2 separate regions of the Sus scrofa genome follow, and region 2 is linked to region 1. The links are chromatin contacts, called in public Hi-C maps. All regions are on one chromosome and are shown on one strand. The core of a region is the stretch at or near the end of the contact, and the rest is flanking DNA. Distances in the headings are between cores, read along the strand shown. Region 1 holds the start of MAGEF1 (melanoma-associated antigen F1). Region 2 overlaps EPHB3 (ephrin type-B receptor 3).

What was found. Hi-C and Micro-C count contacts between places; a contact is called where the count stands out from the background.
Region 2: a Hi-C map of retroperitoneal adipose tissue shows a contact between it and region 1, with 1.6 times the contacts expected there. The contact joins the enhancer-like site here to the promoter of MAGEF1 in region 1. A contact is called at or near these places in 1 of 5 promoter capture datasets (fetal skeletal muscle), 10 of 47 Hi-C or Micro-C datasets (alveolar macrophages, embryonic fibroblasts, fetal heart ventricle and 7 more) and 1 of 2 datasets of contacts at active chromatin or transcription factors (skeletal muscle).

The regions. Positions count from the first base shown.
Region 1 is chr13:122,601,320-122,604,350 of Sscrofa11.1, forward strand. It overlaps MAGEF1 (melanoma-associated antigen F1), which reads right to left and starts at 1,381. Exons shown (of 1, transcript XM_003483283.4): 1 at 1-1,381. The coding sequence starts at 1,133. The coding sequence ends at 186. All of the region lies in intron 2 of LOC110256376 (a long non-coding RNA gene), which reads left to right.
Region 2 is chr13:122,487,772-122,491,122 of Sscrofa11.1, forward strand. EPHB3 (ephrin type-B receptor 3) reads left to right here. Exons shown (of 16, transcript XM_003358733.5): 16 at 1-525. Among named protein-coding and RNA genes, the nearest start is that of EPHB3, 22 kb to the left of the region's middle. Within about 2 kb of position 1,665, at least 36 of the 83 cell types and tissues checked have an H3K27ac peak or open chromatin away from gene starts, as enhancers often do. A contact at or near this core is called in retroperitoneal adipose tissue and skeletal muscle, where this site is marked.

The DNA of each region.
Region 1 (3,031 bases), core at 131-2,630:
CAGTATATTAAATGTAACAAAACTTAGCAAGATACAAAACCTAAATCCTAGTTACATAAATACAACCGCTACAGAAAACACGACCCTCCCCCCACCTATTCTACTTAGACTCAGTAGTTTTTGTGCCCAACTCCACCCACCCCCTCAGCCCCCCCCCCTCCGGCTGGCCACTCTTCCAATAGCCCTCACCAGCGGTGATTGCCGGCCCTAGCATTGGCTCTGGCCCTAGCCCTAGGCCTAATACTGGCCTCAGCTCTGGCTCTGTCAGCCTCGTCTGCCAGGGCCTCACGGTACAGCACTGGCCAGTGTTGGGGTTCTTTCTTATGGAGCTTGGCCACGAACCCCAGGACTTTCATCTTGCTGGTTTCCAGGTTGCTTCGGGGACCCCAAGAGAATTCACATTCCGGTGGGTTGGTGTGAGGCACACGCCTGTAATTGAGGTATCTCAGCTGCACGAAATCTTCCATAATAAGCCTCTTCGGGTACCCAAAGAGGAAGTGATATTTTGAGGGACGCACCCCCAACCGACGCAGCATCTCCCAGACCTGTGCCTCCCTGGCGCTATTACCTTTCATGTAGATAAGGCCCAAGATCATCATTAAGAGACCCAGTCTGGGGCCATCTCCTCCCAGATCCTCCTCCTTATCCTCAGGAGGTTTTAGTTTGTTCATCAGGATGTAAGTGTGGTGCTTGCGGTCAAGCTGTTTCAGCTCGAAACCAAAGACATACCGCAGATGCTCTGCGGCCCTTGCGATGATCTCGGGGAACAGATCCTTCAAGTCTCCGATAACATACTTCACCATCTCCGAGCGAGTGATGGGACTCTTCTTCTTGTCCTTCACCAGCAGAAACTGCACCAACTCGGCCACCGTCCGATCCAGACGGCGGCAAGCCCGGCGCCGGGCCAAAGTTTTGGCTGCCAAGGCCCTCGCACCTTTCGGGGTGAGGGCGGGCTCCGCAGCCCCTTCCTCCTTTACTGCGTCAAGGTCCTCCTCTGGGCTCTCTTGCAGGAGGGGGCTCGGGGCCTCCTCCTGCGAGACGGTCAGGGCCTGGGTCTCACCGTCATGGCTGCCATCCATCTCCCCCTCGACTTGAGGGACGGGGAGAACCCCGCTCTCGGGTTTCTGCAACATGTTTTTGCGCAGGCAGGTGCAAAGCGCGTACTCGGGCCGAGGGATGTGCAAGCCGCTGCGCAAACCCTGGCGGAAGGGTTGGACAGCGGCTGGGGCGCCTGGAGTAGGACTAGGAGAGATGACACAGGGGTTTCTGTGGCTGCTAGGCGGTACCGCACACGGCTCGGGACGGTCGCCGCAACGCCGCCGGCGCTCAAGACCTGCGCCGCCGCCGCCGCGCAGCCTCAGTGCGCGCCCGCCGCTGGATCGCCGTAACACTTCCGGCCAACTCAGCCAAGATGGCGGCCCGGAGGCCGGCGAAGCCCCTCCTTTTCCGGCTACCGCTGGGTTGGAGGTGCGCACCGGCTTTCCGGGATGCTTGGGCTGTGGAAGAGTGTAGTTTGCGCAGCTTTTTAAGACTGCAAAGCTGGAGGAGGATAACCAGGAATTTCTCAAGGTTTCAGTGTGCAAGAATGGAGTAGGATGGAGTTCTAGCCACGTCCTTTCAGCAGGCGCTTGATTCTAAGTGTGTGTACCTAAGATTTTGAGTAATTTACTGTGGTTCAAATGCGGAATGTAAGGAGATGAAGGCTGGGAGATAAGGCTGTGCGGGACGGTGCAGGGCCTTGAACAGGATGCTAGGCAGATTGAAATCTTTTCTGAGGACGATGGGAATATGCAACAGGAAGATTAAACAAAGGAGTGCCCAGACCAGATCTGTTATCTTTCCAGTCTCTCTGGGTGGCAGTGTAGAGAATGGATTGGAGTAGGGCTGACCAAAAACTGGGAATCCAGCTTGAAGTATTGGAGTATTATTTCATAGTGCAGAATAGGAACTAAGACGTGGCCTATCTTGTTCATTGGTGTATCAGTGCCTGGCACATAGAGGCACTCCATAAATATCGTAGAATGGATGACGAGGGAGTAAGGATAGTAGATTCTACAGGGGTGAAAGGAAGATGATAAACGATATATTGAAGTATAGCTGGCAGAAATAGTGACAGATTGGAGGAAAGGGGAGGTTTTTTAAAAAATGTAATCAAACTTAACTACTCCCATTACTTTTTCTTTTTGCCTACTCTACTCTGAGCTTTCTCCTAGTGTCTCTCCTCCCTCTCTCCCTCCCTCTCCAACTCCTCCTCTCCCTTTTCTCTCATTTCCTCCCTTCCCCCTCCCTTTTCCCTCCTTTCATCCCAGTCTCCCCTCTCCCTTCCTCCTCCCTCCTTCCCCTTCTCCTCCTCCTTTCCCTTCCCCTGCTTCTCTTCTCACCCTTCCCCTCATTTCTAGGATCAGCTTAAATTTCTCCTTTCCAAAGCCTTCCTTAGTCTCTGTGCATGGAAGTTATTTACTCCTATATCTGAATCACCGTAGAAATTTGTATTTGTTTAACACCCACTCATATACACCTTATTGTGCTCCAGGCTCTGTTCTAACCATCGTTCCAATATTAATTTATTTAATTCTCATTAAAGTAAGTACTCTTAGCACTATCCTCGTTTTATAGATATGTCTGTCCTATGAAATTTGCTATTTACTAGCTATGTAGTCTTGGACGAATTAACCTAAACTTCCTGTCCCTCAGTTGCCTTGTCAGTAAAATGGGTATAATGCAAGACAACATTGTAGAGATTATGTGAAGTAATGCATATAAACTAACACAATGTTTGGCATATAGTGTTCAATAACTGTTAGCTATTTTTTTGCATATTTGTAATGTGCTGTTACTGTGCTCATTTTTTACATGTATTAACTCATCTACTTCTCATAACAGCCCTGCTAGATAAGTGGTATTATTATCCCCCTTTTACAAGTGAAATAACACACAAAGAGGTTAGGTAATTTCCCCAACAGCACATGACTGAACCACTGTTTGCAATCATGACTCCAGAGACCATGCTCCTAACCACTGTATTAATAGA
Region 2 (3,351 bases), core at 415-2,914, 110 kb before region 1:
CCCAGGCCTTCCTGCTCTCCAGTGGGGGAATCCCCACCACCTCAGACTTGGCTGTTCTTCAGTGCTGGAGGTCCTGGCACCGTCAGGTGGGGGATAAGCCTGGGCTCCATAGGGCCCAGCCCTGGCAGGGGTCTGGCCCCCCAGGTAGGTGGAGAGCAGTCCCTCCCTCAGAAACTGGAGGAGGGACTCTGGGAATGGGGGAATGTGACACCCCCATCCCAAAGCCAGCTGGCACCTCCAGTTTGCACAGGGACTTGTTCTGGGGGCTGAGGGCCCTGCCCCACCCCCGCCCTTGGTGCTGTCATAAAAGGGCAGGCAGGGGCAGGCTGAGGAGCAGCCCCTTGCCCCCAACCCCAGAGACTGACTCTCAGAGCCAGAGATTGGATGTGTGTATGTGTGTGTGTGTGTGTGTGTGTGTGCACGCACTGGCCTGCACAGAGAGCATGAGTGAGTGTGTAAAAGCTTGGCCCTGTGCCCTGCAGTGGGGCCAGCTGGGCCGTCAGCGGAATAAAGGCAATAAGATGATTCTCTTGCCGCTTCTCATTCCACCTCCCAAGGCAGGATGCCCTGTTGCCCACAAGTTCGCAGTCCTTTAGCACCACTCCTCCCCAGGAGTTGTTGGGAGGCCAGATCCAGGCCTCTCCAGACTCAATTTCCCTTTTGTGCTTCAGCCTTGTTGCAGCTAACTTCTTGGAAGTGGGGTGATAACAGTAGAGAGCAAACTACCTCGAATCTCCTGCCTTCTAAGGTCTGGGCCTTCCCAGGGGTTGTCTCTCCGGACGGACACTTGAGTCTGGATGGTGTTTCACAGACTGAGTCTTTTTACACCCATTGTCTCTGTGGGAGCTGGGGGTGGAGGGAGTCGGTCAGCTCCCAGGGTCACATGGCCCAGGACAAAGGGGATGAGAGCCCACTGGTGTTCAGTTGCAGAAGCAGGTTCCTTTCAGCCAAGCGTCAGCCCAGCAGTGTGGCGACTCTTTACTCAGTGATTACTATGCTCCTGGCACCAGGCTAAACTGCTCCATTTATACATGGCTCTTATTTAATCTCACAACAACCCAGCCAGGGAAGGAAGTATTTTTATCTCTTTTTTACAGAGGAGGAAAGGGAGAGGTTAAGTAACTTGCCCAAAGTCGCTGAGCCAGTAAGCAAGGCCTGAGGCTGGGATTCCCACCCAGAGGCTGCCTGCACACTTGAAAGGTTCAGAGGATAAATAACCAGAACTGGGGAGAGGGTTAGGAAAACAGCTTCTGGAAATGTCAAAGGAGAGAGGGGGCAGGGTAGGGTGGGGGGCCTCAGAGGCCCCTTGGACGCAGAAACTCGCGGGGAGGGGGTGCGGGGGCATGAGCAGTCACTTTTCCAGTGTCAGGAGGAGGGAACCTTGGGCAGTAAACCTTTGCAGGGCAGAGAACAGGTTTCCAAGGAATCTGCACATCCTACATTAGAGTCTGGCTGGACCGGAGAGGGGGAGCAGTGAGGACCAAGCCTCAGATCTCTGGGTTCACGTGTGGGACGGAGCCCGGCACATCTTTCCAGGCAGGGCAGAGCTCGGTAGGGGAATTCTAAGCGGGGTCGATAGCTGGGGATTGGTGGTGCAGCAGGATGGAGGCACCGCGCGGCTATTTCTGGTGCAGGGGACCAAGCCCCGGGAGGCAGACCAGGCCGGCGAGAGAGTGGAGTGGGTCCAAGGCGAAGGATGAGGGTTTCTGCCCGCCCGCTTCCAGCGGCTAGTGCCTGGCGAGAAGAGGGGCAGGGACGCGGCGGTCGAGCGGCTACGGCTCCGGGGGCCGCTCCCGCCCCTCGCCGCGCGCTCCCGCACCGGGGCTGCTCCCGGCGTGCCGCTCCTTAGTATTCCCCCCACGGAGCCCAGCCACGCTGCAGTGGCTGCCCGGGGGAGGGGCTCCCTGCAAGGCTGGGGCCCTCTGCAGCCCCGGGGGGCTCCGGCGATCGGGGACCGGATGGGACGGAGCTCCTCCGCCGAGCCCTCCTTTCTTCCCCGGTTGGGAACTACGCCGAGGGCGGAGGCTGAGGGGGCGATGAGGGGGGTGGGGGAGGGCCCGAGGCCGCCCTGCGCCCAGGCGCCGCAGCTGTCAGCGGCGAGAGGTGTCGCGGGCGGCCAAGGGAGGAGACGCGGTGCTGAGTGGAGTCTTGCACACCCCGCGCCGCATTCCCGGGCTGAGGGCTCAGATAAAGGGAAGGGGGCATTCCAAGCTCCTGCTCAAGTGTCCACTTCCTCTTCCCGAGGCTCCAGGGTAGGGGAGGGACCGTGGCCCGCGTCTCCTGAAGTGACCTCCTCACCTATCCTTTCACTCGAACCATCTTAGTGGGAGTCTGGGGTAGGGCTCCGCCCACCGATGTAAGTCACGCCCCCGGCTGTGCAGGCGGGGAGGGCGGGGCCGTGGGCGTTGAGCGCCGAGGGAGAGGTGGGGGCTGGGAGACGCACTTACAGGGGCCCTCTGTGCGTGCGCTCCAAGACAAAGATTTCAAGGGACGTCTGGACCCCGGAAACCCGAGGTGCATAAGGTACTCTATTGGATGTGCCCTGTGCAGCACACCGTACATACCTCCTTCACGTGTGTCCGGCTTTGTACTCCCCTGCATGTACGCCACGTCCTCAAGTCACCTCCCTTACCCCGGTTCTCACGTTCTGTTTCAAGACCCTCCCTTGGTCCCACCTCCTAACCCACACGCCCCCAGAGCTTCCCACGACGGAGCGGAGGTGGGGGAAGGGATGCAAAGAAAGGACAAAAGCCTCCCCTTCTTTGATGGTTCCTCCCCCGGTGCATTCCTACCTGGGCCGCCTAACCCTGTTAACCTGTCTCACTAGAGCTTTGGCTGAGTCCTCAGACACCCCGCCCCCACCCCCAAGCTGGGGTGTAAAGAGGGATGGGGTGTGGTTAAGGCTTGGGAAGAATGAGGGTACTCAGGAGGGGTCTGGCTTTCCTGGGGGCCGATGAGGCATGCGAGGTCTTAACACTGGTTAGCTGGTTAGCGTCTTGGTTAATTAATTACACACTCCTGGGGGCAGAGAGCGCGTAAAAAAGGCAGCCAGTGGGATGGGGGTGGGGCGGGGAGTGTTGAGTGTGGGGGAGGAGCGGTTTCCTCTCACCTCCTTAATCGCATCTGCCCCAGAGCTGCAGTTGCAGCCCCAAATGACACAGTTCATTCCTCTCTCTGTGCCTGAACGCGGAGAGTAGGGGCAGGTAGAGAGAGTAAGCTGCCCTAGGCTATTCAGAATGACCCTCTGCCAGGAGGGCCCCAGGGAGAGGGCCCTGAACCACAGCTGTTAGATCTAAGCCTGGGTGGCCAGACCTTGGATTAGCACCTGGAAATCTGGGGCGACTGGGGTAG